Linked DNA regions of Mus musculus: regions 2, 3 and 4 are each linked to region 1. Evidence: chromatin contacts called from public Hi-C, HiCAR-type and promoter capture Hi-C data. All regions are on one chromosome and are shown on one strand. Each heading gives the region's core, a stretch centred on a gene start, on an enhancer-like site or on the middle of the called end of the contact. The rest is flanking DNA. Distances are from core to core; before and after follow the strand shown.

Evidence for each region. Promoter capture Hi-C pulls out the DNA fragments that hold promoters and counts their contacts. Hi-C and Micro-C count contacts between places; a contact is called where the count stands out from the background. HiCAR-type assays count read pairs that join an accessible place to other places.
Region 2: a contact with region 1 is called in a HiCAR-type map of astrocytes, with 5 times the contacts expected there. The contact joins the promoter of Gpc3 here to the promoter of Hs6st2 in region 1. A contact is called at or near these places in 2 of 39 promoter capture datasets (hippocampal neurons and liver) and 1 of 115 datasets of contacts at active chromatin or transcription factors (astrocytes).
Region 3: a contact with region 1 is called in a Hi-C map of LSK cells, with 7 times the contacts expected there. The contact joins the promoter of Rap2c here to the promoter of Hs6st2 in region 1. A contact is called at or near these places in 1 of 39 promoter capture datasets (embryonic stem cells), 2 of 484 Hi-C or Micro-C datasets (LSK cells and embryonic stem cells) and 1 of 115 datasets of contacts at active chromatin or transcription factors (epiblast stem cells).
Region 4: a promoter capture Hi-C map of the 3T3-L1 cell line shows a contact between it and region 1, with 4 times the contacts expected there. The contact joins the enhancer-like site here to the promoter of Hs6st2 in region 1. A contact is called at or near these places in 4 of 39 promoter capture datasets (the 3T3-L1 cell line, hippocampal neurons and liver) and 1 of 9 other capture datasets (adipose tissue).

The regions. Positions count from the first base shown.
Region 1 is chrX:51,680,048-51,683,049 of GRCm38.p6, forward strand. Hs6st2 (heparan sulfate 6-O-sulfotransferase 2) reads right to left here and starts at 1,555. Exons shown (of 5, transcript NM_001077202.2): 1 at 1,128-1,555; 2 at 1-361. The coding sequence starts at 1,555. It overlaps Gm35727 (a long non-coding RNA gene), which reads left to right and starts at 1,710. Exons shown (of 3, transcript XR_391681.3): 1 at 1,710-1,830.
Region 2 is chrX:52,612,375-52,615,376 of GRCm38.p6, forward strand. Gpc3 (glypican 3) reads right to left here and starts at 1,600. Exons shown (of 8, transcript NM_016697.3): 1 at 1,259-1,600. The coding sequence starts at 1,430. The region is part of intron 4 of A630012P03Rik (RIKEN cDNA A630012P03 gene); the gene reads left to right.
Region 3 is chrX:51,016,462-51,019,463 of GRCm38.p6, forward strand. Rap2c (RAP2C, member of RAS oncogene family) reads right to left here and starts at 1,557. Exons shown (of 3, transcript NM_172413.2): 1 at 1,165-1,557. The coding sequence starts at 1,437.
Region 4 is chrX:52,319,295-52,322,296 of GRCm38.p6, forward strand. All of the region lies in intron 6 of Gpc3 (glypican 3), which reads right to left. Among named protein-coding and RNA genes, the nearest start is that of Mir6384, 57 kb to the right of the region's middle. Within about 2 kb of position 1,522, at least 6 of the 459 cell types and tissues checked have an H3K27ac peak or open chromatin away from gene starts, as enhancers often do.

The DNA of each region.
Region 1 (3,002 bases), core at 305-2,804:
CTTCTGCCCCACGCGGCACTCACATGGCTGCTCCAGCTGGATGTTGCGCACCAGGTGACGGCCAAAAGTGGTGCCCCCAGTCTTCTGGATGTGCAGGAACACGATCAGGTCATCGCCCTTGATGTCGAAGTCTACCTTGCGCAGGAGATCGCCGCGGCTGAAATTGTAGCGGGGTACAAACCTGGCCGAACTCTCATCCTCCGAGCGGTACGGATCCGGCACCGGGGAGCTGAACGCCTGCAGGCGGAGGAGCTGGCATTCTGTGCCGGGGCACACGTATTGGAGGACGATCACCGCAAATAGGAAGAGCATCACCAAAGCCAGCAGCAGCTTGTTAGATTTCTCATCCATGTTCCCGACGCTGGGGGAAACCCAAGCTCGTTACGTCAATCCCGCAGCTTGGCCCGTGCTCGCCTCGCTCCCGCACCGCCCCCTCCCCGTGGCGCCACCGTTGCGCCCCTTTCCCCTCCCGTCCGTACCGAGTACTCCACCACGGCGGCGGCGGCGCCCTTCCCCGCTTCCTTCCTTCCCGGCAGGCTCAGCGCTGTGGCTTCTGCCGCACACCCCCCCTCACCCCGACTCCATCCCGCTGGCCGTTGGCCCCCTCCCCCGCGGAAAAACCCCGACCCACTCCGCGGCCGCAGGATCCCTCCGGTCCTGGTCTCTCTACTCCCTAACTCACGCCACCCCTCTTCAGGCGCTGGGTGCTTCCCGCTCTCCTCTCTCGAGCTCCCATCCCCATCCCGTTGGCCCGCGGGACTCTCTGGGGCCCCGGACCCCATTTCCCTCCTTGTGCGCGAGCTGCTGACCCTAAACCCGGGCTCCCTTGGCGCGCGTCCCGTTGCTCACCGGGTGGCCTCTAGAAGTGAGCTGGGGCTTCGGGGTTCCCCAGGGGGAGAAGGAAGGAGCCCGCGGGCTGCCTGACTTTGCAAGCAGAGGCAGCGCAGCCCTTTCCCGCGGAACAGCGGTCAGTTGCGCGCTCAACCCGTCTCGAGTCCCCCAGCCCCGCCACCACCGGCACCCTGGAACTTTGAGCCTTGCCCTCGCTCCCAACTGCCTTCCCTCCTCCCGCCGCCCGGGCTCACCCTGGACCCGGAGCGAAAGCCCCACGTTCGCTCACCACGTACCTGGCCAAGGGACCGAAAATCTTGGAGAAGATCGCACTGAGCACGTGCTTGAGCGAGTGGCCCACGGCTGCCAGGCCCCGAGTGAGCAGGGCCCGGCAGAGGGAGCCCAGGTCCCAGCGTCGCCTGAGGTCGTGCATCCGCCTGCGGCGGCCTCGAGGCAGCAGCGCGAAGAGCGGGGCGCGCAAGGCTCCCGCCAAGGAAGAAAATGCCTTTGGGGGCTTGTCCTGGAGCGGCGGGGAGTTGAATCCGAGAGACACACCCCTAGGAGGGCCGGCGCGGACTGAGGCGGCAACAGACCCGGGCCGGCTTGCTGCCAATTCGGCCTCTACTCTGGAATGCCGGCGGGGACAGGTGGTGCGGGCGGGCGCTCCTTGCTCCGGTTGCAGTGGCGGCCCGAGCGCCCGGGCTGCAAACGCAGGCAGTGCCATTCCCCCCTTCAGGCAACTCAGGGTACTAAGGATCAGGAGCGAGCCTGAATTTATATAATAATGCCTCGCGCCCAAGAGCCCCAGCCACTTCACAAGCAAAAGACCTGGGTTTTCTCCTGTGTTGGAGAACGGAGGTCACTCCAGAGAGCGCATCACTCCACTTTGGCTCATAATTTCAGCCTCCCTTAAAATAGCAAAGGCGCAAATTGGACCCTTTCCCTCTCTCTTTGCCAATTTCCATTCTGCAACGGAAGAGGGGGGTATTTTCTGAAAAGGTAAGTCAGCATGGCAATAAAGCATGACTAAAAAACCTTACACGGGGGATTTTTGAGCATTTTCAAAGCACTCTCACTCTAATTCCTGTCCCCTTATGAATCTCATGCACCAAGCCCACCGCCCTCAGAAAGATTTCACTCACTCACTACCGTTGATTGAATGGATGGATGTCTAACTACACACCACATCAGAGTCAGACCATCTTGCTCAAGGTGTTGTGGCATATGAAGAATCTGAAGCCCAGAGAGAATTAGATATGCACCCAAGGTCACACAGCACAGAACCGGGATTTATTCTCAGAAAACCAAGCACGATCCAACCTTTTAGTTTTTTCATAATTAGAACATGTCTCTAAATAAATATGTATGGGTTTATTATCAAGCCCAGTTGTCCAAGGGCTCTTTTCATCTGGGAAAACAGGGCTGCAGAGATTTAAGAAGGGATATTCCTTCAGAACAAGGCCCCTGGCAAGCTGGGTCGCAGACATTTCCTAGCTAATGAATGGGGGAATGTGCAGTGCATGAAGACACTGGAGTTTCCATTACTGAACATGCACTCCCAGCCTAACTGATGCACAAGATGTGTGGGTTAGCAGCAATGTTTCAAAGTAGTAGCACCGGTGGTGGTGGCCACTGGAAAAGGATGCTGTAAGCTGAGTGCTAGCTAGTATAGGGGTGTTTCTCTCCAGAACATTATCTCCCTTGCACAGTGGAGCAGCATGCAAAGCCTGATTCAGGAGCCCTTGGGATTATTCCACTTGCTTACAGAAACTATGGCAAAATAATTTGCCCTTCCTGAGGCTCAATTTCCTCTTCTGTCACATAAGACTAATAGTAATGCCTCCATTTTAACCAATTAGGCTAGTGTGAGGATAAAATGTAGAAACCTTTAGGCAACTCAAAATACTAGGTGATGTTTATCTGCAATGCTTCTTGCCTAGGTGTACCAAATGAGTGTGAGGCTAGTTAAAGAAGGGTTCTTGTCAGGCCATTTTTTTTTAACTGTCACCTAGCCCTTCTACTCAGAATCCCCAGTCCTAGCTGTACTTACCCATGCCCCAGGGAATCTACAGGGACACTAAAGGATTCTTTGTCTAGCTGCTGCAGGTGTCAATACTAGGTGTCAACACAATCTTTTGGAAATACTCCATTCATGGCATCCCTGCATCTCT
Region 2 (3,002 bases), core at 350-2,849, 930 kb after region 1:
TGCCTAGGTAACCTCCTGCCAGTGAACGCTCCCTGGCAGCGCCCACAAGGCGCGCATACGCATTCACAACTTGGTCCAACGATCCGGCCCGCCTCCCTGACTTGTTGAGAGCCACCAGCCAAGTTGTGGCGAGGCTTGTTCCCAATGTCTCCCAAGCGCGGGATGAGCGCCTAGCTGGATGCACGAGTCTTCGGAAGGAGAGCCTGGAAGCCACAAACGTCTGTGTGCAAATACGGCTGGCTGCTTTCTTCCAAGCGCACCTCTGAAAAATTAATCTTTTCGAAACCCATTCTTCCTGCACGTATTGTTAGTATAGCAACTTGCCCTGATTGGATTCTAAGGCAGGCGTTAAGCGCCCAACCGCTGGACAGTCAATCACACAAGGCAATTAATATTCATCTGTTGACAGCGGCAGCCCTGAGCTAAGGTTAAAATATGCCCCTACAAAATGATCTGATTGTGCAGAACAAAAGGCAGGCGCTCTGAAACTTTCCTCTGCCTAAAATCTTCTCCTCTTCGGGGTCCAGCCTGTCAAGGCAGATGAATTTGGGCGGGGGAGGAGTCAAATCCTTTTTGGATTCGTGCTCCGTAGGCCAAGCACCGCCGATTTTTAAAGAGATTTGCCAACCTAGATAAGGGAAGCTGTTTTGAAGGGAAAGGCTCAGTCTTGCACGTTTTGGAGGACCCTCCTACTCAAAAGTTTCCTTCACTGTGTCTTCTCTAGCCTCTGAGGATTCAAAGATTTGTGCTCAACTTTGCCTGCACTTGGGCCCGGCCAGCCTCGGGAACCCAGACTGGGGAACGGAAAGCATGGGGGGACACACGGTGGATAAAGTGTGGCCAGAACTACGGGTCCAGCTAAGGCAGACGTGCTAGTAAGGGAGATAAATTCCCGAGTCACAGTCTTCACGTTGTGAAGCCGGTTTGCTAAGAGCAGAGGGGAGCCAGCTCCCACCTTCCCGCCCTCCCCCCCCCAAAAAAAATGGGCGCTAGAAAGGCGATCTCTGCTGTTCCTCGCTCTGGCTTGCACAGTTCCTGACAGCAGCGTGAGCCCGGGGCATGTGGACAGAGTCCCATACTGTGCTTCCCTCCCTTGGTAGATGGTCCAGGCCCCAGGCACAGCAACCATTCCCAGGTATCCTGCAGCAGAGAGCACGGCCGCTGCGGCCCCACCAGGCTAGCGCGCTCTGGGAAGAGCCACCACGCGCGCCTTGGCTTTCCACTGTGCGCGGGGAATGCTCAAGGGACCCCTACTCACCTGGTACAGGGGTTTCTGGAACCCATTTGAGTCCGGGCTGCAGTCTCTGGAAGAAAGAACGGACCTGGTGACAGGTGGCGTCTGGAGGCGGCGGGGGCTGCGCCTGTCCCAGGCAGCCCAAGCCTAGCAGCATCGCCACCAGCAAGCACGCGGTGCGCACGGTCCCGGCCATCCTGCTTCTTGGGGGAGCGAGGAGAGCACGAGAGAGTGGCAATAAGAGCCGGAGCGGTCCCGAGACTCAGCAAGTCTGGCAGTAGCCCGACAGAGCAAGAGAGGAGCCGCTACCCAGCCGCCGCAAAAGTTTCCTCGCAGCTACCTGGGCGCTGGGCGAGGGCGGGAACAGCTTGGCGGTGCGGGGCGGCCCGGGGCGGAGCCTTGTGGGCGTGGCGAGGAGGGACGGGGCGGGGCGAGGCAAGGCGAGCCGCGCTGCCTGGAGGACGGCGTGGGGTCGTGTAGCTGCTGGCCTGCGGGATGCGGGGCGTGGCAAGGAGCTTAGCTGGGAGATTGGGTTTACCAAGGTGGCGGGCAAGCCTTGGTGGGAGAGGCGCGGGAAGAGGATAAGGAGCGTGTGCGGTGGCTCCCGGCAATCCTGCCCTGACACTCGCTCGCCGCTGCTCTACACTGGGCGCTCTGGCATAACTACTGCAGAGGGGCTGCAGGCTCAGGCACGCTGATTGGCTTCCCAGCAGCAGTCCCCTCTGACTGGCTCTGGGAGAAGTTCCCCAGCCTCACTCCTCCTTTCCGCCTCCCTTTGGCCTACAGCCGGGAGGGCTTTTCCTTTTCAGCCTTTGCAAGCTCTCCATCTTCCTTGGAGTGGAGTGGAGGTCTGCGGTTTAGGTACACACACACACACACACACACACACACACACACACACACACCCGACTCGACCCTAGGCCTTCTCCCACCCAGATCTGGCTCCTTCTGGCCACCAGAGCCCACACAAGGTTTCCTAAGCACAAAATCCCTCTCCTTGCTGTTTTCTGAGAAAGGTTTCTTGGGAACCCTTTCCCAATGCAGCTGTGGCCAAGCCCTCAAAGCCTACCCACAAATAGTCACGTTCCAGAGCGCTGGGGACCTCTGGATTTCACAGCCTGGCTCATCTTTGTACCTAAAAGGTCTGGAAGCCCGTGTAGCTTGCTGGGTCTCATTCAATAGAACCACACAAAGTAAATGTGTGCATGTGTGTGTGTGTGTGTGTGTGTGTGTGTGTGTGTGTGTGTGTGTGTGTGAATTTAGGCACTTGATCCTGATTCCTAGGTGAATCATATCATCTACAGGATAATCACGGGCGACCCTCATAAAGCAAAGTGTAGCTGGTGAGAGTAACTCATTCAGGAAATCATTTTACAGATGAAATTCATTAAGTCATGGTTAGTCTGTTTCATACCTGGAGTAGAGCCCTATTTAGAAGATTTCCTGGATGTCAATCCACGTTTCTTCTACTTAATTCTCACCAATGGAAAGACATTTCTTTGAGAATCAAATGCCCCTTTGAGAAGAAAAAGCATATAATCATTATCTATGCTCTACAGAAATTGAATCATTCCATCAGATTGGTTCTCTTTGTGACTCCACTCATGTGCACACGTAGACAACTTTAGCCCAGTGTCTTGTATGTAGTAGGAGCTCAGTATTTCTACAATTAATGAATTTGATATCTCGGTGTAAACTAGCTTGTTGTCTGATTGTGTTCTTTTTTTTAACTAGACAGAAGTATGCTTGGAGACATAGATAAACACAG
Region 3 (3,002 bases), core at 307-2,806, 660 kb before region 1:
TCCCTTAGAAGGAAAATACCTGTCAAATAATACCCTCAGCACTTCTGGGGGAAATGCTTTATGCTACTTTTGTTTGGAATGTGAGTCTACCTAGCATGTTCTTTGGAGTCATTTGCCCAGAACTTATACTCTTTACAAAGAAGTTCTTGAAGTTGTTGTATAAGGTTACCAGAAAAATTCATACATAGCACTTTAACTTCAACTCCCAAAGAATGTGAAACTAGCACATTACTCTGGCTAAGGCACTTAATATTTCTTAAGTAAGCAACATTAAGTGCATACCTTTAAATGCAGAAAAAAAATCCGTTTCCTAAATCAATGGAGGTCAATATAACGGGTCAATATAAGGTCATTTATTTTCAAGGAATAAATAGCAACAATTAGTGCATCTCTTAAAATAACGTTAACTTCAGTCTAGTTCCCGGTGAGGGATGGAGGGATTTTCTGAAGCAACTGGACCAGATCCAGGTTGGCTACCCCACTGGGCTAAGAAATCTGCGTTCCCAGTCCCACATATTTTTCTGTAAGTATAGGCTACGATGGCAGAAACGATATGGCTCGACGGGAGAAAAGGAGAGTCATCCTTGCTTTCTGTGGGTTAGGAATCCTAGGTACTAGTCTTTTAGAGCAGCAACTTCCCCTTTCGGCTGCATTCCCCTAAGAAAAATGCCAAGAAAGCAGGCCTAGCCCGCATTTTGCACCACTGAGATTTAGGCTTCAAGCTGAGGACCTTAGGAGCTAGGAGAGCAGGGGGAAGGAAAAGCAGGCACACAGGTTTTAGCTCAGTGTACGAGAGAATGGACTTCAAACAATTTCGCCCAGCCCACCGTGCTCCGCACTTGAGGTTATCTACGGAAGGTTTTGTGAACACGTTAATCGATACTTGTTGAAGTGAATAAACAACTTCAGGTTGTACCGTAGGGCTAAAAATACTCAGGCTGACCTATTTCCTTTTCACTTTTCTTTTCCTTAAAAATAACTTTAAAATATTTGTCGATGTCTGTTACTTTAGCACTCTCTACAGAAACAATCCAGGGCTTTTCCATACCATGCCAAACTTTCAAAAGCCAAACACGCTCATTAACGCACAGCTCAAGCAAATGAGAAGTACATGTAGGATTACCACACCCCCTTCAAAGAAATTACAAGACTTGGTTTGATTACCTGAAAAGACTGTTGATTAACCAAACTATACACCAGGATGAAACCTTGGCCGTTCTTGATGTACAGATCTCTCATGGAGGCAAACTGCTCGGTTCCTGCGGTGTCCAGGATTTCCAGTACTGACGGGGAAGAGTCCACTTCGATCTCTTTGCGGTAGAAATCTTCAATGGTGGGGTCATATTTCTCAATGAAAGTCCCGGTGACAAACTGCACGGTGAGGGCAGATTTGCCAACCCCTCCGCTCCCTAACACCACTACCTTGTATTCCCTCATGAGTCTCACCTTCACCAACTCCTTACCCAAGGGGGGGAAAAAATAACACCCCGCTAGCTGCGCTGCGGCAAGGCCAGGCGGAAGGTGGGCGGAAATGTGCGAACTGGGGAGGAGAGTGCGGAGAGAGGCGGAGGGCCCGACCGGGGACGAGGAGGAAGTTCCAGGAGGGGGAGGGGAAAAGAGCCAAGTGTCGTCGGGTGGGTGGGGATGGGATGCTGATGCCCTTCCTATAGGAACCCAGGGCGGCCTGGGGGGCGTGGGGAGGAGGGCGCGCCGGCGAGCGTCCGAGCGACGGTTGGGGGGAGCCGCGGCGCACCCCCACGCGGGAAGGGGCGGGGGCCTGGCGGCCGGGGGCTGCCCGCCACCCCTCCCCCCCGCCCTGCGCGCACACACACACAAAGGGGCCCGGGGTCCCCGCTTCCTGCCGGCGCCGCTGCCTGCCGAGCCGGCCCGAAGCCTCCGGGCCCCGCCGCGCGCGCGCGCGCGCTCGCTCGCTCGCTATCGCTGGGGCGGGGTCTCTGGGCCCCCAGGGTCCCGCGGAGCTCGTGTGACCTGTAACGGGGGGGGGGGGGGAGGGGAACGGGGAAGAGGGAAGAAGGGGACGCGCGTTAGGTGTTGCCTGACCTCCACGCTGGCGCCCGCAGCCGCCACCTCTGCCGCCGCTTACCCTGCTGTCCTGGCCACACGCTCCCAGCCGCCCGGGAGGCTAAGTCAAGCCAAGGCCATGGCCACCGGGCCGCCCGGGCCCTGCTGCTAGCGGAAGGACGGGGAAGGGGCGGGGGCGGACCGGCGGCGGCGGTGGCGGCGGCGGTGGCCGCAGGGACTCCGGTTGAACCCACCTCTTTTTTTTTTTCCTCCCCTACCCCCCACCCCCCACCCCCCACCCCCAATATAAACCCGGAAGGGTTTCCCTGACACACTGGCTGAGGTGCCCCAATTCCCCGAGACTGGACGCGTTCACTTCCGGTGGGGAAAGTCCCACCTCTTCTTCGGGGCGAGCCGGGTGGCGCTAGGGCCGCGCCCTGCCGAGCGCCGAGAGAGCGAGCGAGCCGGGCCGCCCGGCCGGGTTACAGGTCGGGGCAATGGCCTTGAGAAAGGGCGCTTCGGGGAAACCTTCAGCTCCAGCCTTCACGCCCTGAGCGGTCGGCCATATGGCTCGACCCCGGGCCCGCCCAAGTCCCTAGGCTTCTAGGTGTCGAGCAGCTGCTTCTGAGGACCTGATTCCCTCCCTGGCCCGAGACCGCCAGCCAATAATCTAAGTGCTGAGAACACCAGATATCCCTCGGCTGGAAGTTACTGGGAAAATAAAACAGTTTAGGAAGTTAATTCTCTTAGCTATTATTTCTTTCCACTTGATATGTTTCCGAAGCAAAGTATGCAAAGGACCCTTAGAGTTGGTGTGGGCTCTTGATTTTTGAAGGTGCTGTTTTAGTCATGTATGGCACTCTGTACTTTATCAGTTGGCACATTTGCCTCACCTCCCTCAGCAAATATGAAACTTTAAAAAAATATATCACAAGGCTCAAAGGGATCAGCAGTGCAAGTAGACTTTATGGTGGACTATT
Region 4 (3,002 bases), core at 272-2,771, 640 kb after region 1:
TATATATATGGAAAAGTAAAAGGAAAGACTCTATTTTGTTTATGTTTTTTTTTAAAATAAGGCTTTAAATTGATGACTTTTATATAGTAAATCTTGAATTTTCTAATCATGCATACTTAGGTTGTAATCCTAGTTTCCCGAGCAATTACACATTTATTTTCAGAGAAGCTGCTTAATCTCTCTAAAATAAAATGTGAGAAATAGTGTTTGCCTCATAGAAGTCTTATAATGAATAAGAAAACTATAGTATTTGAACTGTGGTAAAAACATACAGCAATAAAGGAATTTATCAAAATTTCCTTAACCACTTTTCAGCATCCAATGTTTGCATTATAGTTATGTCTGACTTCCCACACATAGTTATTCTCATCAAGTGTTTTCATATCACCTCACATTTTTTATCATTTCCTTTAGTAGGATTGCTAGATTAAAGAGAGTGTACTCCGAATCCATAGACAACCATGGAAATGAGAATAAAACTTGTATAAAAGTTATCTAAGATGCTTGTTGGAAATGAGGCTCCCTAGGCTGGGGATGTAGCTCAGTGGTAAGTTCCAGAGAGTTTGGTAGGTATGAGGTCCTAAGCTGGATTCATAACATCTCAAAGACAAAACACATCTGCATTTCTAAATACACCTGTCTTCCAGAGTCTTAATGTGACTAAACCCCAGATGAGGTACTTTTGTTATTTGTTTGTGTTTTTTTTGGGGGGGGGTCAGGTTCTAGAATGTTCTCAGGCTGGTCTCACACTTAAGAGTTCAAAGATATTCTCCTGCCTCAGCTTCCTAAGTAACTGAGATTTAAGGTTTATGTCACACTCTAATAAAGGTTTCACACTATTACCCTGCTTCTTAGAAACTCTCTGGAGCTGGCTTTGGACTTGAATGGTGCTAGCCAGATGTATGTGATTATTATTATTATGCTTGCTGGAATCCTTGTTATTACTCTTCAAACCAGTTTGTGAAGAGAGTAGAAGACAATGACATTTTTCTTTTTCCTGAGGTATGGCCATCATGACCTTTTGCCATCATAGTTAATAAAAATCCCCTTGTAAGGAGAATGAAAAGCCTCTTCTATAAAGGTGATTGACTTCATTTGATCAGAAAGGCAAACACTGAAAAGTAAGCATAGAAACGGGTACTCAGGTTCATGCAATAAAAGGAAACAAAACCCTGACATAATTATGTAAGAAAATTAGAATCAGGGTGCAGGAAAAAAAAACCAGGCTTTCTAGAATATATCAATTTCATATTCTTAAATACATATCCACAAAGGGGCACTACAACATGGGACAACACAATTTGGTCAACGTTCTTTTCATGCTTGGTTGACAAGAGAACAAAGATCTGAATAATATACTTCTTGTTCTTACAGGGATCAAATATGCTGCAATGAGGCCCATGGGAGAAACCCCTCTTGATCTGTCTACATGGTACAGACAATGCGCCTCTTGTTACTGTCCTGATTGTAAGGGCAAGAGTCTTATCAGCCTCACACTGAGCTGGGACTGAGCACATGTCCTCTCACATACTCACAAAGTCCTTTGGAATGCAGCCCTCGAATTTTTGCGGCAGGGAAGTCTGCCATTCCCAGTTTCTTCATCAAGGGAACACTCTGAGCCTCAGAGAGTATATAAGACCTTACTGGGTGATTGATAAAGATCTTAGTAAAAAAAAAAAATCATTAAGTCCTTAAGTCCCAAGTGCTCTAAGAAACGTACTAGTTAGGTAAAGACATCTATAACTGAGACTTTCAGTTACCCTTTTTTAATTCGGTTGCCTTGATTTCTGGTAACTTCCTACTCTATGACGTTCTCTTGGAGGCTAGGTGTTAACTACAACTTGATGGGAAAGACTTTTACTATTGGGTAGGAAAGTAAAGACAGGGCAATAAAAGTAGGTGTGGTGGTGCACGCCTTAATTCCAGCACCCTAGCAGAGAGAGGTGGGTAACTGGATCTCTGTGAGTTAGAGGCTTGCATGGTCTGCTTAGGGAGTTCCAGAGTAGCAGAGGCTTCATAGTGAGACCCCTGTTTCAAAAGTAAAACAAAACAAAACAAAACAAAACCAAGAAGGGGCAACAACGCTATGCTCTTAATAACACTGGATGCCCCTGTCTTGCTTTGCATCTACTGTGTCTTACATAACCAAACCATCTCATCATGAATGGGTTTGTTTTGATAGGCTTTGGACAGCCAGTTAGGATGGAATCAATAATGCCATTCCTGTTGCTATACAGCTAAGAGTTTTCTTGACTCTAATCACCTTAACATTTACAAAATAATAAAGAATAACTAACAAAATAGATACTGGAAATACGGGGTTTGATACATAGTTTGGGTATTGAGCTGATGTCTCTTTGGCTGCTCACATGTCTTCTAGGCAATTTTTGGGGGGAGGGGTGGGGAATCCAGGTTACATTTTAAAGCTATTAAGCTGGGCTCACAAAAACTGATTTGGAATTGTTTGGGTGCTTAGCTTTATACAACCTGCAAGGAATGTTTTGGGGGCATGGCTCTCCATGTCCACAGTAATGTAAACACATGCTTTACTGTTTGTCTTTGAGTAGCATAATCTAATGAGAAACAAATGTGGTAACTCCAATGAATCTTGGACTTTTTGGAATGCCAATACGATTTACACATTGTGTACATCCACGAGGCCTTGCATGTGACCCCCGCTTTGCATGCACACTTTCTTTGAACAAATGCACCAAACCACAGCCACAAGTAATTGGAAACAATTGGAAACTCTGCACTTTTGAGATGAAGCCAGAACCTCAAATGCACAAGGCTAGAATTAATGGCTATATATGTACTTTACACAGCGAGCAGGTCATGCTGCATAGCAGTTAAGAGTGTGAGCTTTGGAATATGACCAGCATGGATTTAAATCTCTACCCAGCCAGTTCACTACCTGTGTGATGCTGTATAAGTCACTCTTGCTGAGCTTCAGCTTTCTTACCTGTAAAAATGGGGGCTAGTACTATTAAGTCTATAAAAAA